3 separate regions of the Mus musculus genome follow, and regions 2 and 3 are each linked to region 1. The links are chromatin contacts, called in public capture Hi-C maps. All regions are on one chromosome and are shown on one strand. Each heading gives the region's core, a stretch centred on a gene start, on an enhancer-like site or on the middle of the called end of the contact. The rest is flanking DNA. Distances are from core to core; before and after follow the strand shown. Region 1 holds the start of Vrtn (vertebrae development associated). Region 2 holds the start of Zc2hc1c (zinc finger, C2HC-type containing 1C). Region 3 holds the start of Pgf (placental growth factor).

Region 1 (4,090 bases), core at 699-3,198:
CAGCCAGTTGGCTGTAGACCATCCATGCTCAATGGTTCACTACAGATATGAGACTGGTTTGGCCGTGAGAGTGGAGATCAGCAAGGGACGCTCTCCGGGAAGACCTCTCCCGGTAGGGTGCCTTAAATGACCCAGGCTGGAAGGTGGAGAGAAGAGTGAATGCCCCCCAGGGCTCTGGACCACCCTCGAGGTCAGTAAAGTAGAATATTTTCTCAAAACTAGAAGGGGTCGGTGCTTCATTCAGCTTGATGCTCTAGTCACCTAGGGGTTGACTTCAGGATCCTAAGGGATTAGTTAGGTCTAAGATGCTACGGAAGTGTAGGGACAGGGACGCCAGGCATTGTCTTAGGTTCTCCCTACCCCCACACCTCCAGCCCTTTCCCCACCCCCACCGACTATCCTGTCTTCCCTCCCCACCCGGCAAGCACAATGGTATAGCCTCAAGCTCCTCCCCAGACCACAAAGATCTTCTCAGGTTAGGTCCCTGACTTCTGCAGCTCCAGGTGGGCCAGCTCTCTACCACCCACCGTCTCCTGGCACCCCCCAAGGGTGACTGGTAGCCCTCACTCTTTTCCGTCCCTTTCAGAGACATAGGGTCCAGTCAAGCGACTGAACTTGGGGTAACCCCGGAGGAGGCTCTTAGTTTGATGGCCTCAGGTGCACCCGTTAGCGCTCACTTGGTTGTGGGAGTTTTGTTGGGAAGTTAGCATCTAAAGACCTGCCAGTGATTCTCTACAGTGTCCTCCTATGCCTAGTTGGGTCTCCAGGACACAGGGGAGGGAACCAAGATGGCTGGCAGTCCCTTGGTCATGCAGCCTGGGCAGCCAAGCCGGTGTGCCCCGGTGATTGGAGCGAGGCTGGCTGAAGAGTTAGCTGGCTGTCCAGGTTGGTTGTGGTAGATCAAACTCTACTGCCTTATTGAGCCTTAACCACGTGGCCCACATACTTGTGGGTGCAGTAGATTACAGAGACTGCAATGTGCTTTGAGAGGGACAGGGAGAGTGGGGGAGGTCTCCAGAGAGCACTGGATTCCAGTCGGGTTCCTTGGAGCCCAGGTTACAATTGGTAGGGAATGAATTTGTTCTACAGGCAGGCCCTCCAGCCTTTCCCTTCCGGGTCCCATACAGAGCCCTGATTTACCCCTCCTAAAATACGGGGGCTGGAGGCTGGAACCCGGCTCTGAAGCTCCATCTATTTGCAAATGGGGAGCTCATGCGACAGGGAAGCTAGCCCGAGTAAAGGTGAGAGTGCTTTTCCCATCCACGTATCCTATGAGAGTCCGGAGTCCTTTCCAGGCGCTAACACGTTTAGAAACTGATGCCCCGGCTTTGCTCCCTCCCCTCCAACTTGAAGTTTGTATCGCGGGGGTAGGGGGGCGAGGGAGGGTGCGCCTCATTGGTTTAGTACTTTTACAGACCCTTTCCAGCAGCTATGTGGGGGGTTCGGGGAGGCCAGCCATACACTGGACTCATTCCTTCTTCGGTGCACCTGGGAGTAGCTACTCTGGCCCTGAGTGCCTTTCATGAAGGGCACCTTTAACCAAAGCGCCGCAGCTGAACTCCATCACCGATTATCTACTTAAGGGCTTCCTCCTGCAGCCGCCTGCCTTTTCCACACTGGCTGCCTTCGAGTGGTCCAGCCTGGCTGAGGGATGGTGCGAGTTTAGGTTTTCTTTTGAAGCTACTTTTTAATTTTATTTTAGAAACAGCCTCTTCCTATATAGCGTAGGCTGGACTTGAACTCGATAGCCTCGCAAGCGCTGAGATAGCAGGCTGCTCTCGGCGAGCGTTTTGAGGAGGCCAGAAGTGGGGTTTTTACCTACTAACATCTCCTTTTGGGGGGAAAGAAAGGAGGAAAGAAATAGGGTGGAGTTGGATGTGACTAGGCCAGGGAAGATGAGGTAGGACAGTAGGCCCGGGTAGGGTGGGGAGGGGCTAAGGTCTGTGTGCTGGAAGTGTGTTGCATCCGACGCTGTGTTGGACACTGGAGGAATTCAGGCAAGTCAGCTTTATTCTCTCTACCTCCGTTTCCTTGTCTACAAAGTGACTAGGTGTATCTCAAAATGTCAGATTCTCTGGATCATTTAAACAAACGCCTCGGAGGACTGCAGTGGTTCGGCGCCTAAGGTTTGGCAGCTTTTAATAGCTGTGCTTTCTTAACTCCTGCTGAGCCGCCTCCTTCTCCAGGTGTGAGCCAGGAATATTGATCCGGGTAGGTGTGACAGAGCTGCGGAGGGAAGGTGAGACCCGCAGAGTAATAAAATTACCTCAGAGAAAACCTGAAATCAAATGTCCACCCCCACAAAAGCCCACTTGTGATCACGGGGGCGGGGGGGGGGCGGGCGAGGGGGGACGCTGCACTTCTGAGCAGGCACTCAGGAGTGGAGGCAGGAAGAGTCACGCGCACAGTTTAAATTGTTCTTTCTGAGACTTTGGTTAAATGGGTTAGTGCAGAGTCGGTAAGTGGCAGCTATTTTCCTAATTTTGTTTGCAAAGTATCTCAAAATGCTCGTCTGCGTGCAGCTGTGTAACACCACTTAAGAAAGTGACATCATGGAAGGAAACAGAAGGAATATTATCCCCTTTCTTGGAATATATGTGACAGCGAGGAACTCTTTGTCTTTAGAGCTTGGTTTTGGGGGTTCAGTTTTGGTTTTTGGCTTTTTGAGTCCGGGGTTTCTCTGTGTAGCCCTGGCTGGCTTGGAACTCAAATTCTCCTGCCTCGACTGGGATTAAAGGCATACATGTGCCGCCACCACTGTGCTGTATTTTTTTTTCCCTTAGTATGTACACACTTTGAAGATCTTTAGAGCTTAGAATGTTACCCAAGGATGCTTCTGATTATCACTATTGGAAAGGCTCTATGTTCTTGCTGTCAGGTAAAATTCTGGCGGTTCCTTCAGCGCTTTAAAATTCTTTTCCTCCTCACCTTGACCCAACCACAATTCACATTCGAGTGCATTTCTTTTAAGCATACAGCTTGTTAAACTTAAGCACTTATATGAAAACTCATTTTTAAAATGGGGGGCAAATTAAAACAATGTGTTAAGCTCTGAGGACCAGGTCTGAGAAGCCAAAGAAGAAAATATTCTCTTTTCTAATTTCAAAAGCTCTTCTCAAAGGAGTGCCTCTGCTTGGCAGTTACTGGAGTTAGGCAGATTGGCCTGTGTTGGAGGGGAGGCTGGCTAGCTAGCTCATTTGTGATACCTTGAACAAATTAGGGTGCTGCCAAATGCCTCAGTTTCTCCACCTGTGAATTGGGGCTATCGGTAGTGCCAGCCTGTTTCATTTGGAGACCGGGTCTGAAGTATCCAGACCAACTTCACATATCTTGGACATTGATCCTCCTGCCTCCACTTCTCATGTGCTGAAATTATAGGTGAGTGTGGGGTTTCCTGTTCTGGAATTACAGGCATTCACCGCCACACGTGTTTATGTGCTGGTAGAAATGGAATCCAGGGCTTCTTGCATGCTAGGCAAGCTCCCGCCCAGCAGCCCCTTACACTCCCTTTTAAAATCAGAGACTCGCTTATTTATTACTTATTTTATGTGTATGAGTGTTTTACTTGAATATATGTCTGTGTACCACATTCATGCCTGGTGCCCGGTGGAGGTTGGCAGAGGGTTGGATTCTCCGAAACTGGGATTATGGAGGTTAGGTGCTGCCATGTGGGTACTAGGATGTGTACCTGGGACATCTTAACCACCGAGCCCAGGACTCATTAAAAAAAATTTTATATTTATTTTGTATGTAGTGGGCATACATGTCTTAGCACATATGTAGTGGTCAGATGACAGTTCCCAGAGTCTGTTTTCTCTTTCTGTCATGTGGGTCCTGGAAATTGAACTCGGACCATCAGGTCTGGTAGCAGGCACTTTGCTCATTGAGCCATCTCTTTGAGTGTGAGTGTATGAGCATGTGTGTGTGTGGGGGGGGGTGCGGGGGGAACAGGGGTTGATGCTGGGTGTCTTTCCTGTACCGCTCTGGATCCTCCTTTTTGAGATAGGTTCTCTCACTGAACCTGGAGCTCAGGGATTCACTAAGGCAGAACAGGCAGATTGACTGGCCAGCAAGCCTCAGGGCTCCTCTT
Region 2 (4,090 bases), core at 837-3,336, 650 kb after region 1:
CAGGGGAATATCTAAACTTAGAAGGCCAGTAAGGGAGTTAAGTATATTCCAATATACTTATTGCATAAATGCCAGAAGATATAAATGCCAGAAACCTTAAATAGATGGAACAGGACTGAGAAAAAGAAACCAAGAGGACACAGGAGTAGTGAGAACTGAGTCTTGAGGGAGTGGATGATCAATATTGCTGAGTGAACAGGCTCCAGAAATAGAAGCTTGCCCGAGAAGGACTCTATTAGCTGCGTAGTGAGAGAGAGAGAGAGAGAGAGAGAGAGAGAGAGAGAGCCAGACCACAGGGGCCAGAACAAAGAGGAAAGATAAGGAAAAGCTGTGTAAGTGTGTAGAGTTTGCAATCAGCTGAGGTGTGTTGGACATGCTGCACATCTCTAACTCCAGCTCTTTGAAGGCAGAGGCAAGAGAATTTCTTTGAGTTCAAGGCTAGCCTGGAGTATGTAGAGAGCTCCAGACCAACCACAAAACAAACACAAACAAAGAAGCCAACCAAAGCAAAATAAAGGAGGGGGAGGGAGAGGGGGAGGAGGGAGAGGAGACGGAGAAGGAGAGAAAGAAAAAGAACTTGAGGTGTCCTGTTAGGTAGCTCTCAATTGTCATGACTTCAGGTCTAGGGGTTCCATTGCCATCTTCTGGCCTTCCCAGGCACTGCACACACAAGGCATATATTCACATAGACCTCGGAGTTTCTCTCTTCCTCTCTCTCTCTCTCTCTCTTCCTCTCTCTTTCTTGTGTGCGTGTGCGTGGGGGCGGGGGGGGGGGGGAGGGAGGAAAGGCCTATATGCCTATACCCAGCCTGGGAGAATCTGAGACAAGAGGATTAAGTAGGCAGGAGGACTAACTAGTGCTAACCATAGACTAAATAGGGAGCCTGTCTCAAAACAAACAGCAAACAAAACAAAACAGAAGAGACTCCAGTGGGATCCTAACACAGAGAGAGACAGACCCAGGGATGGGAAGGGGAACTTTTCTTGCACAAGGAAGTTATGTATACTTGAACACTAGAGATTCAGGGGGAGAGTATGGAAACGAGTTAGAAAAGATGTATGGGAAAACCCATAGAAGCTGACTGAGGCAGGGTCCTAGTCCGTGGGAAACCTCTGCAATGTGGAGAAGGCCGAAGAGCCAACTGGGAATGAAAAGAATGACTGACAATCTGCCCTAGAGAGTCCACCAAGGAATTTTTTTTTGTAGCGCATAAAAGCTGACATCTGATCTGTTGTATTAACGAGACTGCTGTCTACTTTATTTCCCACGTGCTCGAATCTTCTGTGTAGTTACAAGAAAAACGGAGCTATCTGTTCCAAAACAGCTTATCCAAATGAACTGAAGCACGAAGAAGACAAATAAACTCTCTTCTGTTGTCAAAAAGTTACAGAGGACCATTTAATGTTGAAATCAAGTTATGTTCATTACTGTTGATCTGGTTGTTAACTTTATTATTGTTACTTTTGGCTGAGTCATTCCTGGGCCCTAAGTAGTAACGGTCACGTGAGAGTGAAACGTTATAATAGCAAAATGATTAGATTGGCCATAGAAACTACCCTGGGACTATAACACGTAGTGAAATAATAGTAAAGCTAATATAATAGCAAGCGCCAAAGCATTGCGAGGGAAGACAGCCCGGAGCATGTAGCCTGGAGCTCTTACATAGCCCTACCTGGGGCCTGAGCGCAGTAGCCGAGCGCACTCAGAAGGGTGATCAGCAGTCCCACTCCCGCTAGCTGGACAGACTCCCGAATCCTGGGGCGGGATGATTCCGCAGCCCATCTAGGGGCTCCACCCTTCTCCAGACAAGGGCACACCCTAAGGTCTGGGAGCTTCATTCTCGGAGAAATCCAAGTTCTTCTTTGATGTAGCCCCAGAAAAACCTCTCCAACCCCTCCCCAAGGGAAACGCTGATCTGAGCTGCGGAGTTGGCTGCACCTCGACAAGTGACCCGACTGCACCCGTACTCCACCTCCCTTCCCTCCTCCCCTCCCCACCTCCCTCCCCACCTCCCTCCCCACCTCCCCGCACTCCCTCCACCACCTCCCTCCGTCCCTCCAACCCAATCTGCCCCGGCGGCTTTCGGATTGCTTGTGGACTGCGCCTGCGCACATCTGGAGCTAAAAGTTCTCAACCAGAGGCGGTGCTCTGGTCTCCAGGCAACGGGATAACAGAGGTGGACAGAGAGCGCCTGCGTGGACGGCGGTTGGGTTTAGTCAGGTGTGGAAAACTAGGTCTTGGGGATTTTCCCTGAGCTGGAGCGGCCCCCGAGCGCCTCAGGTACGCCGAAAGGGGAGATACTGAGACCTCCCGAGGGGTTGGAGAGTGAGAGTTTATCCCTAGAGGCCGGGTCCCAGTAAGGACTCCCGTTTGACCCTCTGGGACAGAACATGACTCTGGAGTTCCGGATCCAAAGCGGGCTGGGGCGCTCAGGTGTCTGTCACCCCCTCTCCCAACACACTCTCTTTACAAGCCTGGTGCGGTTTGAGCCATAGAGCATCTTTGCATGAGGGCTTGACAGCCGGGCACCTGCTTCAGGCCCGGGTGGCTCGTGCTCTTTGTAGTTTGTAGCAAGGGGAAAGTCCAGGGAGTGCTTTGGGCCAGGCCCTGTCGCCAGGCCACTGTTCTCACCCCGTAAAACCGTGGGACTGGACTCAGAGCGGCCTCTGCAATTTACAAGAACCCGGGGCTGGTAAGAGCAGGTTGCCTGTTTTGTGTCACGGACGACCTTCTATCTAAAGCTTTTCCCACCCATTCCATAAATGGTGTAGAGCAGGTCATCTACAGGCCTGGAGGAAAGTCAGTGGCAGAACACCTGTGTCACGTCCATTCTTTGGTCCTCGGGGCTTAGCAATGTCTGGCCTGGCACATAACCATCACTCCCTAAATGCTTATTGAAAGAATGTCCTGGCAGAGCCAACACCACAGTCCCGAGAAACGTTTAAAGGGAATGTGGGTAGGGCAAATGGACAAACAGTTTACTCTAGCAGCCGGGAGTGAACCTCAGACAAATTCTTCACATGTATCTGCTTTAAATCTCCCCTAGGCTTCGGTCCAGGCACTGAATGGCTGGTCTCCAGTTGGCTCCACATCTGCCTGTGGGCGTTATGTTCCCACATAATAAAACAGAAGCTCCTGGACTCCACTCAGCTAAGCACGACCCTTACGAACAAAGTGACTCTTCCCAGCGGCCCTCGATGGGACATTTGAGGAATAGTTTCCAGTCGAAGCTTTGGAGCAACACAGAAATGGAGCAGGAGGACGAGGTCTCCACCCGCCCCAAAAGGAACGTCTGCACAAAAGCCCGGAGGCACTCCTGTCCCCACAGTGCAGGAATCAGGCAGCAAGGCTCAGGGAACAATGCCCAGGGCCAAGGAAAGGGTCTGTTTTACTTGTCTAGTCCGACACCCCGGTATCCCAAAGCAAATGACCAGGACTTCATTCCCTTTAGGAGGAAACGAGTGGGAGTGGATCGGGCTTACCCACTGAAACCCATGGTCCACCGGAAGTCACATAGTACAAGTGATGCGGGCGCAGACGGGGACCAGAATGGCTACCCAAGACTCCCTGACTCAAGTGAGTTTTCAGACAACAGCTTTGGTTTAAGGAGCTGGGTGAATTCATCTCTTCTTGCCTCTGTGCAGGCAGAGAAGGTCGTGGCGGAGCTCCATAGGACCGAGTGGACCCAGATCCAAAGGCTCGAAGCTGCAGGGGAGAGTTTACAGAAGGAGATCCGCAGAAAGGAGATTCTCCTACAAGAAAAGCTGAAGAAGACAGAGGAGGGTCTTCGAAGGATGCAGAAGGAAAAGAAACAGGCCATTTTCCAGGAAGACAGAGAGCTACAAAGGATGGTACTACCTAGAAGGAGGGTTCGAGATGGTGACCATGACACCCCACACAAACCCTGCTTGTCCCCAGAGTTCAGGTCTGAGGTATTCAGTAGAAACAGGGGAGAGGATCAAACTTGTGATCAGGCTCAGGAAAACCCTAGTCCACGCCAGCTCTCTGATTATGAACTCCAAAAGCTCAAAAGGGAAAGACTGATGGCCAGTAACAGTAAAATCCGAGATCAAGACGCAGGACCCTCAG
Region 3 (4,090 bases), core at 1,167-3,666, 530 kb after region 1:
GTTCAGTGGTCTGGGCTTCAGATGTGAGGGCAGGCAGAGGACGAGGACAGACAGGCTGCTCCCAGGGGGATGGGGAACAGACAAGGGGCAGACCAGCAGAGGGTGTTCCCAGGCCAAGAAAGCAATCCAGCTATTATCTGTGTCTTTGAGGACACTACTACAAGCACATCCTTTCTCCCATGCTGTTGGATGCCTCAGTCATGGTATGTGGCCATCCTCCATGTCTCTGAGAGGCAAGAAGGGAGAAGGAGAGAGGATCTGGCACGAGCCTTCGGCGGGCGCGCTCCTCTCTTTGGCAAAGGTCCTGCTGCCCTTTGAAGATTATGTCTTGACACAACCCAGGGCAGAGAGTGAAAGGGCCAGGGAGGGTGTGACAGAGCCCGCCTGTTTGTAATCAATGGAAACGCCTGGTCAGCGCTGCACAGCTCCACCAGGGTTGGAATGGCAGGGAGGACTCTTCGTCCTGACCAAGCCCCTTGAATGCTCCTTACTATATCCAGTTCCCAGACTCCAGTCTGGCCTCCGGCACTCAACACAGATTCTGTCCACCAAGACTCCATCTGCATCCTTACAGCTTGCTGGGCAGGGGCCCTGAGCCAGCTGGACGAACCCTAGCGATCACGTCCTGCTTTCCGTGTGCTTGGTGACCCTAACCCATGACTGCACCTCTCTAGGCTGCTGGGTCACAAAAGCTGGACTCTTGGGCTTCAGCCTGGATGTCGAGCTTGCAGACCCACCCCAGCTTGCCACTGGCCTGCTCCCACCCTTCAGACCAACCGATCCCTTCTCCTTGGCTGCTGAGGCTCATGAGGAAAGAAGAGAGGGGGCTCAGCTTGCAGAGCTGGCCTGGCTGGCTTACCTTCCACTTCTGTTGAGTTGTTCCCAGCAGACAGGGCCCCCTGCGGTGGACACAAAGGTGGAGCTATAAGGAGGGGGCATATTCTTGGGGCTCGGCTCTTTGAGCCCACCCCAAGCTCCTCCCCCATCCTCTGCTAAAAACCACCTGACTTTCTGGCCTCAGTTTCTTCACTTGGAAAAGGGTAGGAGGCTTCTTGTGTTCCCAAGTGCTTGTAATCCTGTGGGGTCTCTCTTCTGCCCAGCCCCCAGGCCAGTCCTGCTGGGCCTACTACAGCCCGCCTTGGCTGGGTGCCAGAGCCCAGGGGGAGGGTGATCAGCTGGTGGGAGCTCAGGGGCTGGAGAAGAGGCGGCGCCATGAGCTGGTGCTGCCTGCCAGTAACGTTACACCTCGAGCTAACACTGCAGCAAGCAGACGGATGGCCTGGCTGCTCGGCAAGGGGACTGGACAACCCACCCACTCCTGGGCTGGGGCTGAGGGCTCCCAGGGCAGTGGGCAGTGCAGCGGGCAGTGCAGCAGGAAGGGAATGCATTGGCTTTGTCAGGATTTTGCTGCCCAATCTGGCTCCCTGCCAGACTCACCCAGCTCCTGGGAAAAGGGCCCTGCTCACTTCCCCAGGCCCTGCACTCAGGACCTTCTGACACCCACCAGGAGGAAAGGGCACGGCAGGATCCCTTGTCATATCTGAAGCCCACCCAAGAGCCCTCTGCTCAATTGGAGCAATGGTGGGGGAAGGGCCTCACCTCCCCACCTCAAGCTTCTTTAGTCAGCTCCTTCCCCACTAGGCCAGGTCAGAGGTCCTGGGGGCGCCTGGTTGGTCATGGGGCCACAACCCTGACCACAGGGCCAGGGAGCTGACTGGGATTAGTGGACGGATGCTTTTTGCAAAGCCACTAGGGCTCCAGGGGCTAGACAGGAAACCTCCCTCATTCCCTGTGGCTTCCCTGCCCCCACTAAGACAGCCCCCAGGAATTGGGGACTGCCCAGCCAGAGGTCTCCTCCCTGAGGTCCAGCCCAGCCCCTGGGAAATATGTGGGCACCCTAGCAGAAGCTGCTCTCTAAAGTGAGTCTGTAATTAAAGACCATAGCCCCTGTTTCTACGGCTAGGATGAGAAGGTCAAGAGGAAGCCAGGCCAGGTCCTTACCTGGGAATGCACAGCCAACCCAGCTAGGACCTGTAAGAAGCAAGTGAACAGCTTCATGACCAGCATCTTCTCAGACATCCAGAGCCAAGGTCCTTCAAGGCACAATCACCATGCTCGTCCCCCTTGGGGGAGACGCTGATACCAGAGGAGAGGAGAGGAGAGGAGTGTCCCCCTCACTGCTGTCCTAGGCTAGGTCTCTGCAGTCTGCCTGAGCATCCACAGAAAGCCGGGGAAGTCCGGAGCTCACAGGTAGGGCTGTGGCTGAGGAAACTGGTGAGGAGTGTTCCGGCGAGTCGGAGCGATGTGAAAGGATCTTAGGGGTCCGATGACCCTAGCTCCTCTCGTGAGTGAGCAGAAGTCTGAAGATGCGGTTTCCTTCTCAGACTGCAGCTTCCCTACGAACTGAAGCTAGTCGGCCGCTGGTTTTCAAGACCGTGTATGGGGCGGGGCTGCAGCCTGCCCGCCCACTTCTATCTCGAGGCCCCAGGAGCAGCCCGGGAGCGCTGAGAGCCGGTTGGCGGTGAGACCTGAGTGCGCGTGACCCCGCAGGGCGCTGAAGGGGCGCTGCCGGCGCAGATCTCCTGGCCCCTCGGAGCTAGGCGTTCATTAGCTTGCCCCAGGGTCAGCCCGCAGCGACAGCCAAGGTTGCACCTGGCTCTTCTGGAGCCTCCAGGTGCGGACGTCCAACATCTGCCTTGGAGATGGCTGGGTACTTAAGTGACCTCTGCAGGGAGTGCAGTACTAAGAAGGCAGCATCTTGCTGTGGCCCTTCATGACCAGTGCCATCCCTACACAACCCCGGGAGGAGAGGTGACAGGATTACTAACCCCATTTTATAGACTAACAACCCGATCCTATGAGAGGGCACCACCTGCAGATGCTGAACAATGTTCATATTCACACTAGGAAAGTGTATGTGTGCCCGCGGGCATCTGCCTGCGTAGACAGGGATCTGGCAGAGACAAGACAAGCTACGTGCCTCCAGAACCGTCCCTCTATTCCATGTACTATCTGACCTGGTAGGCAGGCACAGGGCAGCCCAGCTGTGGGCTGTACACAGGAAACACCTCGGGGCACCTGGCTAGACCTAGGTCCACCACCACTTCCTCCTGTCAGGTCAGGCCAGCCTATTAGAGGTAGGGAATGGACTAACCTGGCATCACCTCCCGAGCCCAAGCAGAAGAGGAAGTGTTCTAGAGCAGCAGGACATGCTGAGGAGAGGTGGTGTCTGCATGGGCACTTGTGTATACCTATGAAGCTGTGTGTATATGTCACCCACTGAACGTGCCCAGTTACACTGTGTGTCGCAGATCTGGGTCTCTGGGTATCTCTTTGTACTTGTGTGCAGCCATGCATGTCTGTACTTTTGTGGTAACCTCCTGTGTTCCTGAGTTGTTCTTCATCACCTACCATTCTAACAAACCTCTGTGACCAGCTTGTGGGCTGGTTGCAAAAACCTGGCAGCATCCAGAGTCAGAAGTTGGTGGGTGGCTGTGGGGGAGGAGATGGGCCTGGGAGGTGGCTCTTGGATCACATTCCATTCAGAGGCAGGGAGGCTAGGGCAGTCCTGGCTCTCACCCCCAGTGACCTCTGTGTCTGTGGCCTGCTGCCCACCCACAAGGGGCTGCCAGAGATGCTGCCTCTCTGTCTGGTAGGCCCTGAGGCCTGCAGGTCCAGGAGCCAGGGGCCAGTCACTGGCCAGCTAAGCGGGGGTTGCAAAGAACATTCTGACGAGCTCCAACATGCTGGGGATTGTACAGTAGACAGATTGTCTCCCTGGCTCCAGAGCATGGTTGCGGGGTCATTGTGCATGTGGATGAAAGTGAGCTGACCCAAGGATGCTGTGGATAGGTAGCCAGGATCCACACGTGCTCACAGCATCTCGTGTACACCTAGGCATTGAAGTGCATCTATTCCTAGATGGATCTGTGGATGTGGGCACAAGTGTGTGCCCTTTAAACATTTTTTTAATACTAACTTTACTTTGTGTGTTGCTATGGTGCATGTATGGATGGGAGTGGTCAGAGAACATTACCTTCTGATGTTGGCTCTCTCCTTCTACCATGTGGGTTCCCGAGATCAAACTCAG

What was found. Capture Hi-C pulls out chosen DNA fragments and counts their contacts.
Region 2: a contact with region 1 is called in a capture Hi-C map of embryonic stem cells, with 4 times the contacts expected there. The contact joins the promoter of Zc2hc1c here to the promoter of Vrtn in region 1. A contact is called at or near these places in 12 of 39 promoter capture datasets (the 3T3-L1 cell line, 3T3-L1-derived adipocytes, the C10 cell line and 5 more), 10 of 484 Hi-C or Micro-C datasets (B cells, the G1E-ER4 cell line, the STO cell line and 5 more), 1 of 115 datasets of contacts at active chromatin or transcription factors (stem cell-derived neural progenitor cells) and 1 of 9 other capture datasets (embryonic stem cells).
Region 3: a contact with region 1 is called in a capture Hi-C map of embryonic stem cells, with 2.0 times the contacts expected there. The contact joins the promoter of Pgf here to the promoter of Vrtn in region 1. A contact is called at or near these places in 8 of 39 promoter capture datasets (the 3T3-L1 cell line, embryonic stem cells, fetal liver and 3 more) and 1 of 9 other capture datasets (embryonic stem cells).

The regions. Positions count from the first base shown.
Region 1 is chr12:84,640,948-84,645,037 of GRCm38.p6, forward strand. It overlaps Vrtn (vertebrae development associated), which reads left to right and starts at 1,949. Exons shown (of 2, transcript NM_001033776.2): 1 at 1,949-1,997.
Region 2 is chr12:85,286,505-85,290,594 of GRCm38.p6, forward strand. Zc2hc1c (zinc finger, C2HC-type containing 1C) reads left to right here and starts at 2,087. Exons shown (of 3, transcript NM_172414.4): 1 at 2,087-2,281; 2 at 3,048-4,090. The coding sequence starts at 3,067. It also overlaps a transcript of Acyp1 not described here.
Region 3 is chr12:85,174,897-85,178,986 of GRCm38.p6, forward strand. It overlaps Pgf (placental growth factor), which reads right to left and starts at 2,417. Exons shown (of 7, transcript NM_008827.3): 1 at 2,002-2,417; 2 at 860-899. The coding sequence starts at 2,067.